Linked DNA regions of Mus musculus: regions 1, 2, 3, 5, 6 and 7 are each linked to region 4. Evidence: chromatin contacts called from public HiChIP or PLAC-seq, capture Hi-C and promoter capture Hi-C data. All regions are on one chromosome and are shown on one strand. Each heading gives the region's core, a stretch centred on a gene start, on an enhancer-like site or on the middle of the called end of the contact. The rest is flanking DNA. Distances are from core to core; before and after follow the strand shown.

Region 1 (2,700 bases), core at 136-2,635, 950 kb after region 4:
CCAATTTAAAAGTATTATAACCAATCTGGCTTAGATGAAGAAATTCTTAAGAGACACTTGTGTCTCAATCTGTTACATTATTGAAACAGTGAACCCCAGAGAAATGGGAGTTTCCTTGGAATCTCATGCTGGGAGAGACCAGAGGGAGAATTTGTCTCCTGGGAAAAGATTTCACAGTTAGTACAGCTTGTGGGACAGAACAGCTTACCAAATGAGATTGAATCCCAGACAATGATGGGCCACTGGTAGGCTGGACCAGGTCTGGACTGGCACTTAGATACAAATATTTTTGCCTTCTGTTTTAACTCTGTTCTCACTTCAGAACGGGGAAGGTGGACTTGAGGGGTTTGCTGGGTCTCTTTTTTCTGTTTTCCTCTTTTAAGTAGGCTCATTTAATTGGCTTAAGGACCGGTGGCTGGAGCTGACTTGGGGCAAAAGTTGTGACACCCAACTTTTGTAATATTAGGTTTTGTTGTTGTTGTTTTAAAGATCATCTACCATAAAAGGAACACCAGATCTGAATGGATGACCATAGGGTCCTGCCTTTAGGGCTTGGGAGGAGATTTGTCAGAGCCCACCATCAGGAAAGAAGAGGGAGCTGCATACAAAGGCAGCACAGCTGGAGGGAAGGGGAAGGGAGGGGGAAGGGAAGGGGAAGGGAGGGGGAAGGGAAGGGGAAGGGAGGGGGAACGGAGCGGGAAGGGAAGGGGAAGACAGCCACAGTCCATAGAATTGTGTTTTGTTTCTTTTCTTTTCCTTAAATTATTATGTGTATGTTATTGGGGGAGGGGGGTGTCAATTTTGTGCAGTCTTAACCAGGGTTTTAGTAATTGTGTTTAGGTCTCATATTCTGTTGTACAGCCATCTCCCCAACCCTATTTTTAGATGTTGAGACGGCCACTAACTCTCTAGCCCGGTCTGACATCGAACTCACGGCAATCCTGTTGCCTCAGCCTCCTAAGTGACTAAATTACGGGCACGAGCCACCAAGCTCTGGGTCAACAGTATTTTGTTCTGTTTGGCTTTGAGTTTTAATAAGACCGGTCCTGTTCTGGAGGGATGATTGGTGACACCTCGGGGACACAGATGAATGTTCTCCAAAGCTCTGCTGCACTGTGCTAGGACGTAGGCCCCGACCAGGAGGGTGGGAATATTCCAGCCCCTGCGACAATTCATCTGCAGAGTGCCTCTGAAACTGCACCTGGTAGCCCTTGGGTCGTGCGTCGCTCGGGTCCGCGGGGTGTGGAGAGCATCAGAGTTCCCCAGGTCCCATAATCACCTTTGGCTTCCAGCACCAGGAGGGAAGCCTCCCGCCCACTGTCCGGCCCCCAGGGACCCACGTGACTTCCTGAAGCCCCAGGGCGCCGCCCCTCCTGTTCAGTTTCGATTCCTTCCTCGCTGCTTCTTAAGTACCGCGCGGTAGGGTGCGCAGCTGTCCCTGCGCGTCACGTCGGGTGAGCCCACGAGCGCGATGGCGGAGCTGAATCCTCTGGCCGAGGAGCTGTCCTGCTCCGTCTGCCTGGAGCTCTTCAAGGAACCTGTCACCACTCCGTGCGGCCACAATTTCTGCATGTCATGCCTGGATGAGACGTGGGTCGTCCAGGGCCCGCCGTACCGATGCCCGCAATGTCGCAAAGTGTACCAGGTGCGCCCGCAGCTGCAAAAGAACACGGTAATGTGCGCGGTGGTGGAGCAGTTCCTGCAGGCCGAGCAGGCGCGGACCCCGGTGGACGACTGGACGCCTCCTGCCCGCTTCTCCGCCTCCAGCGCAGCCACCCAGGTGGCCTGCGACCACTGCCTGACGGAGATCGCAGTGAAGACGTGCCTCGTGTGCATGGCCTCTTTCTGCCAGGAGCACTTGAGGCCTCACTTCGACAGTCCGGCCTTCCAGGATCACCCCCTACAGTCGCCCATTCGTGACCTTCTGCGCCGCAAATGTACCCAGCACAACCGCCTTCGGGAATTGTTTTGTCCCGAGCATGGCGAGTGCATCTGCCATATCTGCTTGGTAGAGCACAAGACCTGCTCCCCTACGACCCTAAGTCAAGCCAGCGCCGACCTGGAGGTAGGGAGTGGCTGGTTGAGGGTATAGAGGACAGCTTGGATCAGCTGAATTGTGGAGAGGCCATCCTGGGTATCCCTGTAGTACAGTGGGTTGCTAGAGGAGATAGGCTTTGCTGGGCCAGAGATCCCATTCCTTCACAGACCTCATGGCCTTAGGCTCCGTGGGCCGCAGTCTGGGAGTTGGGCAGTAGGAAGCCATCCCCACAGACCAAACAAGTAGATTTTATATAGCCTCCCGCTCATCCATTATCGCCTGCCTTCTCCAGCCCTCTTAGTTCTATTTTACATAGAGCACAACGGAAGGCACAGGTAAGAGTGCCTGCCCCAAGTCTGTGTTTGTCCAGTGGAGTTCAGTAGTTTTGAATATTAACCAGGAACCCTGGGGGTTACCTCTCCAACCCCTTCAGATCCTGGCAGCACGAAAGGGCTGTGTCTGTTTAGTTCATTCCACAGCTCAGGGCTGTGTCTGTTTAGTTCAGGAAAACAGGCCCAGAGAAATTAGCTTAGCAGGAACCAGGCTGCTTTGAGTCACAGCTTCTGGTTTCCTTTTTCCCTGTAGACCACAGATCTGTTGAGTCCAGAGCATGGAGCAGTCTTGGAAGCTTGAGGTTAAGGGTAACAGAAGCCTCTGTTGAG
Region 2 (2,978 bases), core at 64-2,563, 980 kb after region 4:
ATGCAGAGCTTTTACTTTAAGAGTCATAGGTAACATCTGTGGAGCCCGTGAAAAGTATATTTAATTTTACAATAGAAACAGGACTTGTTTTGCTTTGTTTAAAAAAAATGGGTTTTTGATGCACCATGTTATAGCCTCAAATTCACTATCTTCCTGCCTCAGTTTCCTGAGTGCTGAGACTGTAGATGTATGCCCTCTGTGGTGGTTTGAATACGAATGGCTACTGCCACAGGCTCATATATTTGAAGGTTTAGTCACTAGGGAATGGAACTGTTTGAAAGGAAAGGATCAACAGGTGTGACTAGGCTCAGGTTCTCTCTCTCTCTCTCTCTCTCTTTCTCTCTCCCTCTCTCTCTCTCTCTCTCTCCCTCCCTCCCTCCCTCTCTTCCCTTTTGGATCAGGCTCCAGGATATCATGCTCCCTGCCGTGACAACAATGGAGGAATCCTCTGACGCTGCAAACAAGCCCCCAATCAAATGCTTCCTTTTTATAAGAGTTGCCTCAGTGGTCATGGTGGCTCTTCACAGCAATAGCACACTGACTAAGACACCGTTCTACTAGGCTAGCAGAACCTTACTGGCAAAGTTCCAAGACAACTCAGGACACCACATTCCAGAGTGCCAGAGTCAGGGCGTTGGTGTTTGTATGTCTTCTTTCTGGCCTTTCTCTCACCTCTTCTAAAGCAACTTGTATTCAACTAACTGTGAGAGGATCCATAGAAACGACCTCATCTAATGTCTAAAAAATATTATTTCGAGCCGGGCGTGGTGGTGCACGCCTTTAATCCCAGCTCTCAGGAGGCAGAGGCAGGCGGATTTCTGAGTTCGAGGCCAGCCTGGTCTACAAAGTGAGTTCCAGGACAGCCAGGGCTAAAAAGAGCAGTGTCTGCTCTTCCAGAGGTCCTGAGTTCAATTCCCAGCAACCCATAGTGGCTCACAACCATCTGTAATGGGATTGAATGCCCTCTTCTGTTGTGTCTGAAGGCAGCTACAGTGTACTTATAAATACATAAATATATCTTTTTAAAAAAGAATTAAAAAAAATCTAAAGCCCTAGTCTGGCTTCTAGGGCACCTGCACTGACACTCACACAACTGTGTACAGACAGATGTACAGCCACATGAACATAATAATGTAAATCCTGTCACACACACACACACACACACACACACACACACACACACACACACACACTGACGCACACTGACGCACAAACATCTAAATTTACTACAGAAACAGGAAGTGTTAACTGTGCAGTCCCTCCCAGAGTAACACTCTAAGAAATGTCAACAGAAAGGTTGGCCTGCCCCTGGATGCTTGTGGCTGCTGTGTAACTGAACTTTGTCCTATGAGCCCAATGGCTGGGTGGATCAGTTTCTAGTTCCCCGTTTCTTCCTTCTTTCTAGTGACGCATAATGAGTCTGTTTCAAGATAGACCTTTAAGCACACTCCAGCAGTGCCCGGGAGTGACTTCTTCTCCGTCACTTGCCTGGAAGGCAGCCAGCAAAGCAGCCGGAGGTCCAGATGCCACAGGATTGGGAGGAAAAGAGAATTTTGCCTCTGGACACTGAAAGTAGGTCAGAAGTCACTGCTAGAGTTCCAGTTTACTGCTGCCTTCTCATATTGGTGTTTGAACATAGGGGCGTGGACATATTAGGGGAGCATCCGCTATTACTGAGTGACATTCCAGGGATGCTTTGTTTATTTATAAGATTTATTTATTTACTTATTTTATGTATATGAGCACACTGTAGCTGTACAGATGGCTGTGAGCCACCGTGTGGTTGCTGGGAATTGAATTTACGACCTCTGCTCTCTCCAGCCCTGTTCACTCCAGCCCAAAGATTTACTTATTATCATTATAAATAAGTACACTGTAGCTGTCTTCAGACACACCAGATGAGGACATCGGATCTCATTATGGATGGTTGTGAGCCACCATTTGGTTGCTGGGATTTGAACTCAGGACCTCTGGAAGAATAGCCAGTGCTCTTAACCGCTGAGCCATCTCTCCAGCCCGGGATGTTTTATTTTTGAGACAGAGTCTCACTGATTCGTCCAGGCTGGCCTTGAACTCACTCTGTGCTCCAGGCAGGCCTCAATCTCACTCTGTGGTCCAGGCAGGCCTCAATCTCACGCTCTAATCCAGACAGCTTGTAAACTTCCTGCCTCAGTTTCCAGAATTCGCAGATAGTGCACCATGCCTAATTCTTCCGATTTATCTTTTTGATTTCTCCCATCAGGTCAGCTCCTCCCTGCTGCTAATGAGGGTTATAGTGTTTTGAATATGAGTGAGGCTATAGGTTCATATATTTGAATGCCTAGTCACCAGTGTGGCACTATTTGAAAGGATTAGAAAGTTTAGGGATTTTGTTCACATTGGAAGAAGTGTGTCACTGAGAGTGGGCCCATCACATACCATTGGCTCTCTTTCTGATTCTGTCTGTCTGTCTGTCTGTCTCTGCTTTCATATTAGGATGTAGCTCTTCCCTACTGTTCCAGATGCAAGCCGCCATGCTTCCCACCATGATGATAATGGACTGAGCCTGTGAAACTGCAAGCCAGCCCCAGTGAAATGCTTTCATTTATCAGAGTTGCTTTTGTTGCTCAGATCTCTTCACAGCAAGAGAACAGGGACTAAGACGATGGCCCTTCTAGTCCTTAAAGTGACACTTCCCAGAGGAAATCCCAGCTTTTACAGCTCACTGTCAGCTGCTGCACTTAGAACAGCTGCTTGTCCAAGTCACACTCCTCACTGCCTGACCAGCCTTTGTGGGTCCCTGCCCTGAACTCTGACTTAGCATCTTCTCACACAGTGTCATTGCTGTTGCTCAGATCCACAGAAGGGCGACCTTCTCATCCAGAATGTTTGTCTGGAAGACTGCGATGGGCCAGGCATTGTAACCATGCTAGGGATGGTTACTAAAAACCCACCCCCCAAATCCATGCCTGGGGGTGGGTGGGAAGGGGGTCCTATAT
Region 3 (2,703 bases), core at 71-2,570, 860 kb after region 4:
GTAGGGCAGTGGTGGTACACACCTTTAATCTCAGCACTTGAGATGCAGAGGCAGGCAGATTTCTGAGTTCGAGTCCAGCCTGGTCTACAGAGTGAGTTCCAGGATAGCCAGGGCTACACAGAGAAACCTTGTCTTGAAAAACCAAAACCAAAATCAAAACCAAAAAAAAACCACAAACAAACAAACAGACAAAAAAACAACGGGCTGGAGAGATGGCTCAATTGTTAAGAGCACTGACTGCTCTTCTGAAGGTCTTGAGTTCAAATCCTAGCAACCACATGGTGGCTCACAACCATCCATAATGAGATCTGAAACCCTCTTCTGGTGTGTCTGAAGATAGCTACAGTGTACTTATTTATAATAATAAATAAAAATCTTTGGGCTGGAGCAAGTGGGGCCAACCAGAGCAAGCAGAGGTCCTAAATTCAATTCTCAGCAACCACATGAAGGCTCATAACCTCTGTACAGCTAGTGTACTAAAACATAAACAAATCTTTAAAAAAAAAAGAATCAATGCTCACTTCGGCAGCACATATACTAAAATTGGAATGATACAGAGAAGATTAGCATGGCCCCTGTGCAAGGATGACACGCAAATTCGTGAAGCATTCACGAATATATATATATGTTTATAAATAAATAAAATAAGAATTAAATTATACATTATATCCCTGGACACATGTACCCCAGGAAAGAAGTTGCCTCATTTGTCTTTCTGTTAGCATCTCACAGAGCATGAGTGTACACACACACACACACACACTAAGCCAAACCCTTGCAGGCTTTTATTTTATGTGTAATACACTGTAGCTGTCTTCAGACACACCAGAAAAAGATATCAGATCCCATTACAGATGGTTGTGAACCACCGTGTGTTGCTGGGAATTGAACGCAGTATGTACCTTTGGAAGAGCAGTCAGTGCTCTTAACAGCTGAGCCATCTCTTCAGCCCAGCTTTTCATTAACATTTCTTATCTACCCCAGGCTCTATTGTTCCCAACGCTTCATTCTTGTCATTTGAGACAGTGTCTTGTAGCTCAGCCACGTAGCTGAGGCTAGCTTTGAACTCTTGATCCTCCTGCCTCCACACCAGCTTAACAGCAACCATCATTCTTTTAATCTGAGACAAGGCAGTTCCTTGGTTGCCTCCTGCTGTGTGGCAATTTGCCCCAAAAGGTCATGGCTTAAAGCAACAGAGCTTTTGTTACCTAATGGTTTTTCTAGGTCAGGAGTCCAGGTGAGGCTTAGCAAGCTGCCTCTGGCTTCTTATGATGTCATAGTCAAGCTGTCAGCTGAGCCTTAAGTCTCACCAGAAAGTTTAGTGAGAGGAGACTCTGCCTCCGGTTGGTGGCTGCTGGCTAGCTCTGCATCCTTATCTCCTGGAAGTGCAACTCTCCACAAAGTTGCCTGGAGGAGACACGGATCCCTGCAGAATAAGTAAGCAGTACAAAGACATGGGCAAAGAAGGACATTGTCTCTTCCAGTCTTGGAAATGATGTTCTATGCTGTGTTCTGAACATCCGGATTAGATACATTCTCTGTCACTGAGACCAAATACCTGACAAGAGGCAACGGAAAGGAAGGATTTATTTTGGTTCATCTTAGCAGGGCAGGAGGAGCAGCTGGAGCTTCAGGCCCAGCTTAGATCTCACTGATGAGGAATACAGAGATTCCAGCTAGGAGTGGACCTGGCTTGTTACCTTTACCATAAGGCCACTCCTGTGGTCTCTTGATCAAGACTACTTTTTCCTTTTTATTTCTTTTTTTTTTTTTAAGATTTATTTATTTATTTTATGTATGTGAGTGCACTGTAGCTATACAGGTGGTTGTGAGCTTTCATGTGGTTATTGGGAATTTGAATTTTAGGACCTCTGCTTGCTCCGGTCAACTCCGCTCCCTGTAGCTGACTTCAGACACACCAGAAGAGGGCGTCAGATCTCATTATGGGTGGTTGTGAGCCACCATGTGGTTTCCGGGATTTGAACTCAGGACCTTCGGAAGAGCAGTCAGTGCTCTTACCCGCTGAGCCATCTCGCCAGTCCAAGACTACTTTTTCAAAAGGTACCATAACCTCGCAGAATCTGCTCAAACCTCATGTCTTACCCCCTGTTCTCCATTCTTTCCAGAATCAGGAGCTAGCTGCCTGGGCATGAATGAACATAGCCATTCCAGAACCCAGAGTAGGAGGAAGGACAGATAATTAAGAATTGAGAGGCCTTAGGGCATGGGTGGCTCATGCCTTTGCTCCCAGCACCCAGGAGGCAGAGGCAGGAGAAAAAAAAAAATAACAAGGGCCTTTAAAATGGCTCAGTGGAAAAAGCAATTGCCACATAGACCTGAGGATCTGAATTTGATCCTAGGAATCTACGTGGTGGAAGAGGAGAACCAATTATTGCAAGTTGTCCTCTGATCTACATGTGCAGGCTATATGACACATGCACACACAGGTATCACCCCTACACTGATGGTAAATTAAATTAAAAAATAAAAACATTAATCCCAGTACTCGGGAGGCAGAGGCAAGCGGATTTCTGAGTTCGAGGCCAGCCTGGTCTACAAAGTGAGTTCCAGAACAGCCAGGGCTATACAGAGAAACCCTGTCTCAAAAAACCAAAATAAATAAATAAATAAATAAATAAATACAGAAAGAAAGAGAACCTGAGTTTTGGGGCCAAGTGGCCTATTCATGTCTCACCGTAGGCC
Region 4 (2,893 bases), core at 304-2,803:
TGCAGTAGATCTCCCAAAATTCAACAAGTTCTTCAGGCATTTTGCCTAGAAACCTTATACATCACTTCTGCCTCTCCCCCACTCTCACTGTCCTTGATTTCTCCAGCCAGTCTTAATATTTAATGGTTTCATTTTAAGCAGCCCCACATCCTTGGACTGTTGTAAATAAATGATAACATCCAGGGGCAGCAATGACTCAGTGACTCATCTGGTTAAGGTGCTCCTCCCAAGCCTGACGTTTCATCTCGGGGGCTCACATGGCATGAGTGGTGAACTGCACCTTATTTTCTGACTTTCACACATGGGCCATGGCATGACCCACCACCCCAAGACACAATATGCATAACATAAAAATTAAAAACTAAAAATTACAGTATAAAGAATCACCCTTAGAACCTGTGGGGATCCGACTTAGCATATTTATTAGTGATAGGGTCGACACAGCTCTGGCTGGCCTTGAACCCTGAAATTCCGCTTCCCAAAAACTTCAAGAGGCATTTACCACTACGCCTGGCTGTCTCTATCCAATCATGAAAGGCTCTGGTTTTAGCTGGGAGGTAGTGACTTTGATCCCAGCACTCAGAAGGCAGGAACTCCAGGACAGCCAGGGGTACACAGAGAAATCGTGTCTCAAACAAAACAACCCCAAAACAAAAACAACACCAAGAAAACGTTTTGTTTTTCAATATTTTTAATAGAAAGGGTTTCCCTGAATGTCCCGGGCTAACCTTTCCCCCCGCCTCCCCTTTGGTTTTTCGAGACAGGGCTTCTCTGTATAGCCCTGGCTGTCCTGGAACTCACTCAGTAGACCAGGCTGGCCTCGAACTCTGAAATCCGCCTGCCTCTGCCTCCCGAGCGCTGGGATTAAAGGCATGCGCCACCACTGCCTGGCTCCGGGATAACCTTTACTAGAACTGTGTATAACAGGGTAGGCTGGACCCTCCTTGCCTCAGCTTCCGGAGTGATAGGATTTCAGGCACACAAGCTTAAGTCCAGATTGGTTTGCTTTTATTATAATTCGAGTTCATTAACAACACTACAAGGCCGTATGATTTCACACGTAAGGCTCTTCTATTCCCGTTATTACAAAACAAAGAAGCAAAATTGTGGTATCCAATGCAAGAATCCTTTTGCAGATAATCTTGGCAAAATAAACAAATAAATAAATAATCTCCCTAGACCAGCACAGAACCGGGATCTCGGCTCTGCAGTTAAACTGTTTTATCACTCTTCCTTTTTCATCCTTAGAAAGGAGGAAGAGGAAAACTCAAGGCACAGTTTTCATTTAGATAGATATGGAGGATCCGTCTAGACACTTTAACTAAGATGCAGCCCACCGCAGGTTCCCAGAGGCAGAAGCCACACTGCTCCGCTTCGGCTTTTAAATGAAATCACCTGCAACTCCCGCCGGCGGCACCGAAGTGCAGAAGATGCCCAGGTTTCCGGAGCAACAGCTCAGCGTCATCTATCTCCGCCCCGCGGCGCCTTTCCCGCCAAAGGCCGTTACCACCGCGGAGCATGGTGGGACACGCTTGCAAGATAGGTTTCACCCAATCTTTTTAGAGCGCCGAGCTGCTTTCAGAGAGGGTCTACCCCCGAGGTGGCCGACGATTCTGGACTCAGTGGGGATTAATAATAACCGCTTTAACCAGAGCATGTGATTTTTACTAAACGCCTGGACGTTCCAGCAGCCAGTCAACCCGCCAGGACGCGAGGGACTTTTTCCCCTCCGTGCGGAGGGTGACGTCGCGCGTGCGCGAGCGTGCTTCTCAGCACCCGTTAGAGGCGTGCGCCTGCGCACTGGGAGGGACGAGCCGCTTCCTCCGGCTTCTCTTCCTCCCCCTCCCCCCCGGTATCAGTGCGCCGAGCTGATAAAGGCGCCATTTTGGAGCGGCCGCGGGAGACGTGGTGCCGCTGAGGGCTCGCTCTGCCGTACGCTAGGCTTGGTAGGAAGGCCTCTTTTTTTTTTTTTCCTTCCCCCCCCCCGAGTCCGCGCTTTTCGTCGTCGCCGCCGCCGCCATGTCGGGAGGTGGTGTGATCCGTGGCCCGGCGGGGAACAACGACTGCCGCATCTACGTGGGTAACCTACCTCCGGATATCCGAACCAAGGACATCGAGGACGTGTTTTACAAATACGGCGCCATCCGCGACATCGACCTGAAGAACCGCCGCGGGGGACCGCCCTTCGCCTTCGTTGAGTTCGAGGACCCGCGGTGAGGCAGCGTGGGGCGTGCGCGGCCTTGAGGAGATAGCGTGGAGGAGTTGGGGAAGGCTCGGAGGCCTTGGAACATAATGGGGGGAGAGGAGGGGCTCCGAGGCGCTATCGCCCCTGCAGGAGTCGAGTCAGGAGAGCCGAGAGGCGGCGCGTTGTCTCCGGTGGCCGGCCGCCTCGGACGTCCCCCCTACCCCCCGAGCCCATGCGCAGCCCCCGGAGCGGGAAACCGAGGCGCTGAGGGCCGGCGAGGTGGTCGGGAGCCTCTGCCCGGCGTGGTGCTGGGTGGGGGAAGGGCCGGCCCTATTATGCGGCGCATGTGGGGCTCCGTGTGGCCCCGTGGGTGCGCATGTGCGCTGTGGCCGCGGCTTTTCACCCCCGGAGCGGGCGAACGAGCTGGGTCCGGCGGCTCCCTCCCCTCATCACCCCCCCCTTTCGCTTTCTGTGATCACACGCAGAGACGCGGAAGATGCGGTGTACGGTCGCGACGGCTACGACTACGACGGCTACCGGCTGCGGGTAGAGTTTCCCCGAAGCGGCCGCGGGACCGGCCGAGGCGGCGGCGGGGGTGGAGGCGGCGGCGCCCCGAGAGGCCGCTATGGCCCGCCGTCCAGGCGGTCCGAGAACAGAGTGGTTGTCTCTGGTGAGTTGACTTCGTGCGGGTTAAAATCTTTTTCCCGC
Region 5 (2,981 bases), core at 49-2,548, 910 kb after region 4:
CAGCTACAGTGTACTCATATACATAAAATAAATAAATCTTTGAAAAAAAAAAAAAGACTGAAAATCAGGGGTGGTGAGATGACTCAGGAGATAAAAGACAGTGGCCACCAAGCCTGGCACCCTTAGTTCAGTCACAGGGAGCTACATCATAGAAAAACTGACTTCTCCGTGTTGTCCTCTGACTACACACACACACACACACCCTTTGACACTCACAAAACAAATTAAAAAAGAAAGAAAGAAAGAAAGAAATTAAATTAAAAGGCTGGAAAGATGGCTCAGCTGGTAAGATCACTTTCTCACTGTCTTGCTCTTCCAGAGGACCTGGGTTTAATTCCCAGAATTCACATGGCAGCTCACAACTTCTGTACCTTCGCTTTCCTGAGATCCAAAGCCCTCTTCTGACTTCTCAGAGCACCAGGCATACAAGTAGTACACAGACAGACATGGAGGCAAGACAAAATATATTTTTTTCCTTTAATAAAGTGAGAGTTAATCCAGACACTTGGTAGGTAAGAGTCCGAGGCCAGCCTAGTCTATGGAGAGAGTTCCAGGACAGCCAAGGCTACACAGAAAAAAACCTGTCTGGAAAAACAAACAAAAAGAAAAAAAGGAAAAAAACGAGAAGAAAAGAAAGAAAGAAAATGTGCCAATTTGCAAGTCATTCCACAAAACAAAATTCTTTTTTGCCCAAAAATAGGCCAGAGCAGTCAGCTGATATTTTGTCTCTTCTAAACCAGCAGAGGTGGCAGGCTTTGTTTCAAAGCAAGGATTTGTAGAGGTCTCTTTGGCCTCCAATCTCAGCTCAATCAAATGACCCTAAAACGTCACTAGGCAGCTAACCACAGGAGAAAGGGGAGGTGGCCTTTAGACCGTGAAGTCTCACTCATCAGCAATTTCCTGAAACCATACGTTTCTGTACAAACACTTCCATCTCCAGGAATCACCCTGCATCAGGAAGGGGCAGGAAAAGGCACTTTGAATTAAGACACAAATAAAAATTAAGAGGTTCAGAAACAATATAAATTTCTCAAGGGAAGAAGCGGGAGAAAGAAATGTGTTTTAAAAAAAAGAAAAAGAAAAACGCGAACGCATCAACAAATTCGAGAAGGAGGCACCCACCGTTGGTGCGTCTTTCTCACGAACCTACCCGCGCTGAAGCCCAGTAAGAACGATAGGAGCAGCAGCCACAGTCGCACGAGACAGATCCGCCGCGAGAGCTCCATGATGAAAACCCCGCCGCAACATCAGCAACAGGCAGGAGCCAAAGGCCATCGCGTGACGGCTTGCGCGGGGACTGGGCGGAGTCAGGGGCGGAGCCTAAGTGGGCCCTGACACTCCTAAGGATTCCGCGCTCCCTCTGCCGGTCGGACCCACCCAGGACCTCCTACAAAGGGCTCTCGAGGGAGGTGCTACAAAGGAGGCAGTTAATATGTCATCTGACCTTGGTTACTAAGTAGGGAAGAATTGAGAAAACTACAACTGGATAACCACCATCCCCTCAGCCCGGCCCGTGTTTGTCTTCTCCGACAAAAGGCTTATGTTTTATCTTTTAAGACTTGTTTTTATTATTTTATGTGCATATGTGTGTATGAATGTATATGCCACATGTGTGGGTTTATGCAGAAGGAGTGGGTTTCTCTGGAGCTAGGGTTACAGGGCTTTTTGAGTGGCCGGTGCAGATGCTGGGAACTGAATTTGAGTCCTCTGGAAAACCAACAAGTGCTCTTAAATTACTGAGCCATCTCCATAGTCTCAGGCCTAGAATTTTAAAAAATTGCATCTGAAAAGATGAAGTCAGATTAAAGCACGAACCAGCAGGTCTTTTAAGACTAGAGCTGGGCAGTGGTGGCGCACACCTTTAATTTCAGCTCTTGGGAGGCAAAGTCAGGTGGATTTCTGAGTTCCAAGCCAGCCTGGTTTACAGAGTGAGTTCAAGGACAGCCAGGGCTACACAGAGAAACCCTGTCTCAAAAAAAAAAAAAAAAAAAAAAAAAAAAAAAAACAGAAAGAAAGAAAGAAAAAGAGAGAGAGAGAGAGAGAGAGAGAGAGAGAGAGAGAGAAAGAAAGAAAGAAAGAAAGAAAGAAAAGAAGAGAGAAAGAAAGAGTCTAGATTCTATTTTCAGAAACCCATTACTTTGAAGTGGTGGCTCAGGGGTTAAGGGCATTGTTGCTCTTCCAAAGGACCCAAGTTTGGTTCCCAAGACCCACATGGTGGCGTACAGATTCAGAACTCCACATCTCATGATCCAGGGGATCTGGCACTTCCTCAAGCATACATATGATGCATATATAAGCCTGCAGGCAAAACGCTCACATAGATAAAGTGAATCGAAAATATTATTATCAAATCACATGTGTCATTAATATACTAGTAATTCATAAAAAATTACTATATAGATCCTATAACTTTTGGTTATGTATTTTAAACACAGCAAAAAAAAAGTGGACTTTTTCTCTCTTGATAGCATGGTCAACATCACTGTGTGTGATATACTATCTTCAAAGCAGTTATTTAAAAGAAGGTATCAAGGGCTTGTGGAGAGGAATTTGAAGAAAACATGGACTGCAGAGGTGTGTGTGTATGATATGTCTGTCTGAAGATAAATTTTTATTTTACGGAATATTTTAGGGGTACTGAGTCACCTCACAGAGCCAAGCAACAGCAAGAGCTACCTGGAAGTGACTTTTGTCTCTGCAAACTTTGTTTTAAGATAACAAACTCACAAAAGAAAGCAAGAACAAAGAATGTGTCCCTGACTCAGGTTTTTATCCTCCCCCATGCCTCCTATGCATCAGCAGAAATGTTTTTCTTTGCAACCTGTAGATTTTATAGCTTCTAGAAAGTGTAGTGCGTATCCTGTGTCCTACGTTGCCACTGAGGGCAGGGCTGCAGAGAAGTGGGAGTCTGCTGTCTACTTTTCTCCTGCTCCAACATGAGTGGGGCCAAATGCCTGAAAAATCTAGCCTTTTTTTTGGTT
Region 6 (2,700 bases), core at 139-2,638, 930 kb after region 4:
TTTCCTGTCAGGGTCAGAGAAACTCAGCCCCAGAGCAATGAAAAGACTTAAAGTCTGTTGTTGACACTTCTCAGGTCCAGTGAGGTGCATGGAGTCACAAGCAGACACAGGGTTGTTTGTGTTTCTTGTGATCCGACACAAGAAGACCACCATCTTCACTGATGCCAAGGAGTCAAGCACGGTGTGGGAGCTCAAGCGCATCATTGAGGGCATCATGAAGAGGCCTCCTGAGGAGCAGCTGCTGTTCAAGGACAACCAGCTCCTTGATGAGATGAAAACTCTGAGGGAATGTGGCTTCACTTTTCAGGTAGCAAGGCCAGAGACCCCAGCCACAGTGGGCCTGGCCTTCAGAACAGGAGATGTCTTTGAAGGCCTGGAGATCCACCCCTAATCTTTTCCTCCACCTCTTCCAGACGTGAGGAAGGATTCTGGAAACAGTGCTAAGGAACAAGATGTGCAGTGAGGGCCCCACAGCCAATTCCTAGAGACCTAGAGACCCATTCTCTAGTTGAAAATAAATAAATAAATTGGCTGTCTTTTAAAATAAATATTAAATAACCCTAAAAGCACAAATACTGCTCTCGCGTCATACTGTATTCTACCTCTCGACTGGAGGTGGCCAGCAGCCAGCAGCCAGCAGCAGCCATCCCTGAGGAGAAAGGAACAAAGCTAGAACAGGGCGTCCGTAGGGGATGATTCCCTCTGGGATGATAGGGCCTGCTACAGGCAGGACTGGTCGGGAACAGCAGGCTCTGGAGTGAATGGTGTGGTTCCTGAGTGTCTTCTCTGGGTACCTAGGCACCACCTGGAGTGTCTGAAGACAACTACAGTGTAACTTATATATAATAAATAAATCTTTTAAAGAAAATCTTCCTATTTATTTAGCTTTCTGACTCTCTGGACCGTCAACACTTTCAGAATACTGTTCTGCCTCAAGATGAGGAAAGCACTTGATCTGGTCAGGGACAGAGGACACACTGAACTCCCTGAGGCCCCCAAGGACGTGTGTGTGTGAGTTTTAAACAGTCTTATGAGAACTTTAAGTCTCGCATCACGAGAATGTCTCATTTTCTGCTTGGACACGCACCACAATTTGGTGCTTTCCTGACCTTTTTGGTAGAAAAGTAAAAACCTATTACAGGGGTTCGAGTCAGGCTTGCTGCTTATTAATTTTATAGATTTTTGGTTTGTTTCTGTTTAATTACACGAACCGATATCGTAGCAGCTATCCTGACAGTCAACTTGCATGTATGTTCAGCCCTGAGAAAGAATGGGGAGCTCGCGAGGGGAGCCTTACAGACCTACTTGCGCCCCCAGGCGGCGCACGCTAGCTGCTGCTGGGGGCGGGCCGCCGGACCACGCCGCTGCGAAAGCCCTTGGAACCTCTCGGCTTCCGTCGAGCATGAGCAAGATGGCAGCCTCCGAGACGGTTAGGCTACGGCTTCAATTTGACTACCCGCCGCCGGCCACTCCACACTGCACGGTCTTCTGGCTTCTGGTGGACCTGAACAGATGTCGAGTTGTCACGGATCTCATCAGTCTCATCCGCCAGCGCTTCGGCTTCAGTTCCGGGGCGCTCCTGGGCCTCTATCTGGAAGGGGGGCTGCTGCCCCCTGCCGAGAGCGCGCGCCTGGTGAGAGACAACGACAGCCTCAGGTGCGCGGGAGCGCGCGGGGGTGGGGGTGGGGGCGCGCGGCTCGGGGTGCGGGTGCGGGTGGGGGGCGCTTGCTGGACCGCAGGATGCAGGATCCGGGTAGCGAGCTAGCCAGCTGCGGAAAGGCAGGTTCGCGAGATCCTGAGTGGTCCAGCCCAGGATGGAGCATCCTTCCCCGGGTTCCCCGGGACGCTTCTCATTTCAGGGGGACTAAACTTGGAGCAGCTCCGGTGCTCAAGAGCAGGGCCAGTACTCACTCTGCCAGGCTCTGTGTGCAGTGTGCATGGCGCAAATATGCCACAGACCCGCCTTCTCTGGGCTGCACTTGCAGGCAGGAAGCAGAGATGTTTTCTGAGTAATGTATGGAATGGCCCACCTTAGCGCCTTGGCAGTGTCCACTTCTGGTGGATTTCTGTGTCTCATTCAGGTGTCATTGGGTCCCATCCAATTGGTATCGGAATGCGTTTCACGTGTCACACAGAAGGCTGTGTGTTTCAGTAGCTTGACTGCTTGCATCTCAAAGCCCTAGATTTGATTCCCAGCTGGCTAACCAGGAATCCCTGCACTGAGGAGGTGAAGACAGACAGGAGGATCAGGAGTTCAAAGTATCCTTGGCTACATAGGTCAGCCTGGCATATGTGAGAGCTGTTTAAAAAAGAAAAAAGGTAAAATCAGGCTGGGCGTGGTGGCGCTCGCCTTTACTCTCAGTAGTCGGGAGGCAGAGGCAGGTGGATTTCTGAGTTTGAGGTCAGCCTAGTCTGCAGAGTGAGTTCCAGGACAGCCAGGGCTACACAGAGAAACCCTGTCTTGGAAAACAAAAGAAACAAATGTGAGACAGAGAGAGAGAGAGAGAGAGAGAGAGAGAGAGGCCCGAGTGGAGGTGGCGTACACCTTGTATCCTAACTCTCAGAAGGCAGAGGCAGGCAGATCTCTGAATTTGAAGCCACCCTCGTGAGGGCTGGGTAGAGAAACCTGTCTCAAAACAACAAGAAGGAGAATTTAATCGTTGTCACTGAAGTGAGTATCCAGGAGCGACTACAGTGTGA
Region 7 (2,700 bases), core at 49-2,548, 830 kb after region 4:
TTAGTCACTATATCCCCTAACCAATGCACTAAAACAACTAACTCCAAGGCATTTATGCTATGTTAGATATTATGAGATATCTAGAAATGGTTTAAGGTACACGTGAGGGTTCTCGCCTTCTCAGTAAGGTAATGTGACTGATAAAATGGAACCACCATCTCTTCCATCTATCATGGGATAATGGGCTACATCTGTAGTAGTACTGGCCACCAGTGCGTGAAACCTCAGGGATTATGCCAGGGAGAGGGTGCTCTATAGATCTGTTCAATCTCTGAGGAAGCAATTTAGTAATCATTAACTAGAGTCATTAAAAAAACCCAGTTCCTATCCTTTGACCCAATAACCAGCTTCCCACAAAACTACCCAAGGGAACTGACTCAAAAGAAAATCCAAATCCACTTATGTTCAACAACTTGTTGCTGTTTTTCTTTATGAGAACTGAAAAATAAAGTCACAGCTGAAAGGCCCACCAATAGGGACCTGGTTAGCTAAATTATGGTACAGGTAAATACTCTTGATGGACTATTTAGCAATTTCTGTCACTATATGGCTGCATGAAAAAATTTAAAAGTATCAAAGTGCTTAGTGTCAAATTTTAAAGGTCTTTACACATAATTAAGAATAGAGCCACAGAAATAATATGTTAGTACTTGGACAACTGATTTGGAATTACTAGTTTTCCTTTTAAATATTCCTTATTGTTATTTTTAAACCAAAATCAGAAAAAAAAATTAGGCAAGGGGCATATTAAAAAATGGTTTAGTGGGGTTGGGGATGAGTTCAAAGTGTTTGCTTAGCCTATTCAAGGCTCTGATGTGATCTCCAGCACAGAGGGGTGGGGAGAAAAAAAGAAATGGCTTATTAAAAACAAAAAACAAAAAACAAAAAAACCCAAAAACAAAAAAACAGAGGGGTGGCTCACACCTTTAATTCCAGTAGTCAGAAGGCATAGATACTTGGATCTCTGTGAGTTCCAGGACAGCCAAGACTACACAGAGAGACCTTGTCTTAATAAAACCAAAACTAAAAAACCGGTAGGATAGATCTCAGTTAGTAAGCGTCCACCTAGAGTGCAGGAAGTCCTGAGTCGGTTCCCAGTACCCCGTACACTGGGCGTGGTGACGAGCACCTGTGATCCAAGCACTTGAGAGCTTGAGGCAGGAGGATAAGGATTTCAAGGTCATTCTGACCTACTGAGGAAATTTTAGTTCAAGCGATGCTACCTGAGACTTGGGGAAAATGGGGGAGGGCAAGGAGGGAGAGAAGACAAAGGAGAGGGTCAGCGCCGGCGGAGTGGGTGGCAGAGCGGCGTGCAGAGGGCAGTTAGAGCCACATCTGAGCTTCTCACTGCAGACTCAGAGGGTTGCAGGTGAGACAAACCTGTATTTATTCCACACGTAAGTCGGACGCACCGCAGGGTGAGATCTACTGAGGGGGGCACTCAGCTTTAATCCCCTCAGATAATCTCCAGAGTAAATACTCTCTGGTCAGAAACTGCCCCGCAAGGAAAACATAAGTAATCGTAACTCCGCCCCCCATAGAACCCGAGCCTGCTCCTGGGGATTTTACGTTTCTCGTTTGTTGTGTTCTGTATGATTTGTAGGTTTTTATAATATATAATGCAGAACAAGACAGGACAGCTTTCCAGACGCACGTGTGGTTCTGTACCATGTAAGGAAATAACAACCTGGCAAGAAGAGCTGGCAGCCTCGGCTGAGGGGGAGAAGCGCAAGCAGAAGGAAGTCGCATTTCCATCTTAGTAGACGGTGCTGATGGGATTATGAGCCTGTCTCCCACTGTGAGCAGCTGTGACCCTCCCTTTCCTGAGGGATAGGAGCGCTAGGATGCCTTTTCTTTCATTTTCTCTGGAAATGAGGGAATTAGGGTAACAGGGAAGTTACCGGTTTAAAAACTTTTTAAAAAAAGATTTATTATTTATTATATGTAAGTACACTGTAGCTGTCTCAGTCACACCAGAAGACAGCATCAGATTTTGTTATGGATGGTTGTGAACCACCATGTGGTTGCTGGGATTTGAACTCAGAACCTTCGGAAGAGCAGTCGGCGCTCTTAACCACTGAGCCATCTTGCCAGCCCCTTAAAAACTTATTATGTAACTTATACATAAAATTTGTCTATATTGGATTAGGGGTTTAGCTCAGTAAAGTTCTTGCCTGGTATGTGCAAGACTCTGAGATAGATCTTCAGCGCTGGGAAAAAAAAAAGTATCTATGGATGTCTTGTGATGTTAGCAGCCATTAAAAACTAAAAAACAGATTTTGGCTGGGGATATAGCTCAGTGGTAGAGTGCTTGCCCAGCATGCATGCACACAGTCCTAGACTGAATCCCCAGACTTCAACTATAAATAGAAGGAAAGGGGCTGGTGAGATGGCTCAGTGGTTAAGAGCACCGACTGTTCTTCTGAAGGTCCTGAGTTCAAATCCCAGCAACCACATGATGGCTCACAACCATCCGTAACGAGATCTGACGCTCTCTTCTGGAGTGTCTGAAGACAGTGACAGTGTACTTACATATAGTAAATAAGTAAATAAATAAATAGAAGGAAAGAAAGAGAAAACAGAGGAAGAGAAGGGAAAGGTAGGAAGGAAAGAGATGGGGGAAAAGGAAAGAAAGAGGAAGGCTGAGAATAGAAACAGAGGTGTGTGGGGAGGGTGCATACCAGAAAGGACACACTTGGT

What was found. Promoter capture Hi-C pulls out the DNA fragments that hold promoters and counts their contacts. HiChIP or PLAC-seq counts read pairs in DNA pulled down with a chosen protein or histone mark. Capture Hi-C pulls out chosen DNA fragments and counts their contacts.
Region 1: a contact with region 4 is called in a promoter capture Hi-C map of liver, with 3 times the contacts expected there. The contact joins the promoter of Trim25 here to the promoter of Srsf1 in region 4. A contact is called at or near these places in 14 of 39 promoter capture datasets (the 3T3-L1 cell line, the C10 cell line, the HPC-7 cell line and 7 more), 9 of 115 datasets of contacts at active chromatin or transcription factors (the 230-238 cell line, astrocytes, cardiomyocytes and 5 more) and 4 of 9 other capture datasets (adipose tissue, embryonic stem cells, liver and 1 more).
Region 2: a promoter capture Hi-C map of 3T3-L1-derived adipocytes shows a contact between it and region 4, with 7 times the contacts expected there. The contact joins the enhancer-like site here to the promoter of Srsf1 in region 4. A contact is called at or near these places in 5 of 39 promoter capture datasets (3T3-L1-derived adipocytes, the C10 cell line, hippocampal neurons and 2 more), 5 of 115 datasets of contacts at active chromatin or transcription factors (embryonic stem cells, large pre-B cells, pro-B cells and 1 more) and 2 of 9 other capture datasets (adipose tissue and liver).
Region 3: a capture Hi-C map of embryonic stem cells shows a contact between it and region 4, with 2.6 times the contacts expected there. The contact joins the promoter of Scpep1os here to the promoter of Srsf1 in region 4. A contact is called at or near these places in 7 of 39 promoter capture datasets (the 3T3-L1 cell line, cranial neural crest, embryonic stem cells and 2 more), 4 of 115 datasets of contacts at active chromatin or transcription factors (embryonic forebrain, embryonic stem cells, large pre-B cells and 1 more) and 1 of 9 other capture datasets (embryonic stem cells).
Region 5: a promoter capture Hi-C map of hippocampal neurons shows a contact between it and region 4, with 6 times the contacts expected there. The contact joins the promoter of Scpep1 here to the promoter of Srsf1 in region 4. A contact is called at or near these places in 9 of 39 promoter capture datasets (3T3-L1-derived adipocytes, the C10 cell line, cranial neural crest and 4 more), 1 of 484 Hi-C or Micro-C datasets (B cells), 13 of 115 datasets of contacts at active chromatin or transcription factors (astrocytes, bone marrow-derived dendritic cells, bone marrow-derived macrophages and 8 more) and 4 of 9 other capture datasets (adipose tissue, embryonic stem cells, liver and 1 more).
Region 6: a contact with region 4 is called in an H3K4me3 HiChIP or PLAC-seq map of bone marrow-derived macrophages, with 6 times the contacts expected there. The contact joins the promoter of Coil here to the promoter of Srsf1 in region 4. A contact is called at or near these places in 11 of 39 promoter capture datasets (the 3T3-L1 cell line, the C10 cell line, the HPC-7 cell line and 6 more), 1 of 484 Hi-C or Micro-C datasets (pro-B cells), 14 of 115 datasets of contacts at active chromatin or transcription factors (the 230-238 cell line, astrocytes, bone marrow-derived dendritic cells and 7 more) and 4 of 9 other capture datasets (adipose tissue, liver, macrophages and 1 more).
Region 7: an HNF4G HiChIP or PLAC-seq map of pancreatic cancer cells shows a contact between it and region 4. The contact joins the enhancer-like site here to the promoter of Srsf1 in region 4. A contact is called at or near these places in 16 of 39 promoter capture datasets (3T3-L1-derived adipocytes, the C10 cell line, the HPC-7 cell line and 10 more), 3 of 484 Hi-C or Micro-C datasets (B cells and embryonic stem cells) and 21 of 115 datasets of contacts at active chromatin or transcription factors (the 230-238 cell line, astrocytes, bone marrow-derived macrophages and 14 more).

What each region holds. Positions count from the first base shown.
Region 1 is chr11:88,998,018-89,000,717 of GRCm38.p6, forward strand. It overlaps Trim25 (tripartite motif-containing 25), which reads left to right and starts at 1,386. Exons shown (of 9, transcript NM_009546.2): 1 at 1,386-2,065. The coding sequence starts at 1,472. Gm11496 (a long non-coding RNA gene) reads right to left here and starts at 1,419. Exons shown (of 3, transcript XR_388949.3): 1 at 1,202-1,419.
Region 2 is chr11:89,023,053-89,026,030 of GRCm38.p6, forward strand. No RefSeq gene overlaps it. Among named protein-coding and RNA genes, the nearest start is that of Gm11496, 25 kb to the left of the region's middle. Within about 2 kb of position 1,314, at least 223 of the 459 cell types and tissues checked have an H3K27ac peak or open chromatin away from gene starts, as enhancers often do. A contact at or near this core is called in 3T3-L1-derived adipocytes, adipose tissue, liver and 2 more, where this site is marked.
Region 3 is chr11:88,904,608-88,907,310 of GRCm38.p6, forward strand. Scpep1os (serine carboxypeptidase 1, opposite strand) reads left to right here and starts at 1,321. Exons shown (of 5, transcript NR_045955.1): 1 at 1,321-1,437; 2 at 1,867-2,061. It overlaps Gm23507 (a small nuclear RNA gene), which reads left to right and starts at 514; the gene lies at 514-620.
Region 4 is chr11:88,045,820-88,048,712 of GRCm38.p6, forward strand. Srsf1 (serine and arginine-rich splicing factor 1) reads left to right here and starts at 1,554. Exons shown (of 4, transcript NM_173374.4): 1 at 1,554-2,213; 2 at 2,671-2,855. The coding sequence starts at 2,020.
Region 5 is chr11:88,954,144-88,957,124 of GRCm38.p6, forward strand. It overlaps Scpep1 (serine carboxypeptidase 1), which reads right to left and starts at 1,299. Exons shown (of 13, transcript NM_029023.3): 1 at 1,151-1,299. The coding sequence starts at 1,226.
Region 6 is chr11:88,972,547-88,975,246 of GRCm38.p6, forward strand. Coil (coilin) reads left to right here and starts at 1,389. Exons shown (of 7, transcript NM_016706.2): 1 at 1,389-1,656. The coding sequence starts at 1,403. It also overlaps the pseudogene 2210409E12Rik.
Region 7 is chr11:88,872,108-88,874,807 of GRCm38.p6, forward strand. The region is part of intron 3 of 4930556N13Rik (RIKEN cDNA 4930556N13 gene); the gene reads left to right. Among named protein-coding and RNA genes, the nearest start is that of Akap1, 8.9 kb to the left of the region's middle. Within about 2 kb of position 1,299, at least 32 of the 459 cell types and tissues checked have an H3K27ac peak or open chromatin away from gene starts, as enhancers often do. A contact at or near this core is called in liver and pancreatic cancer cells, where this site is marked.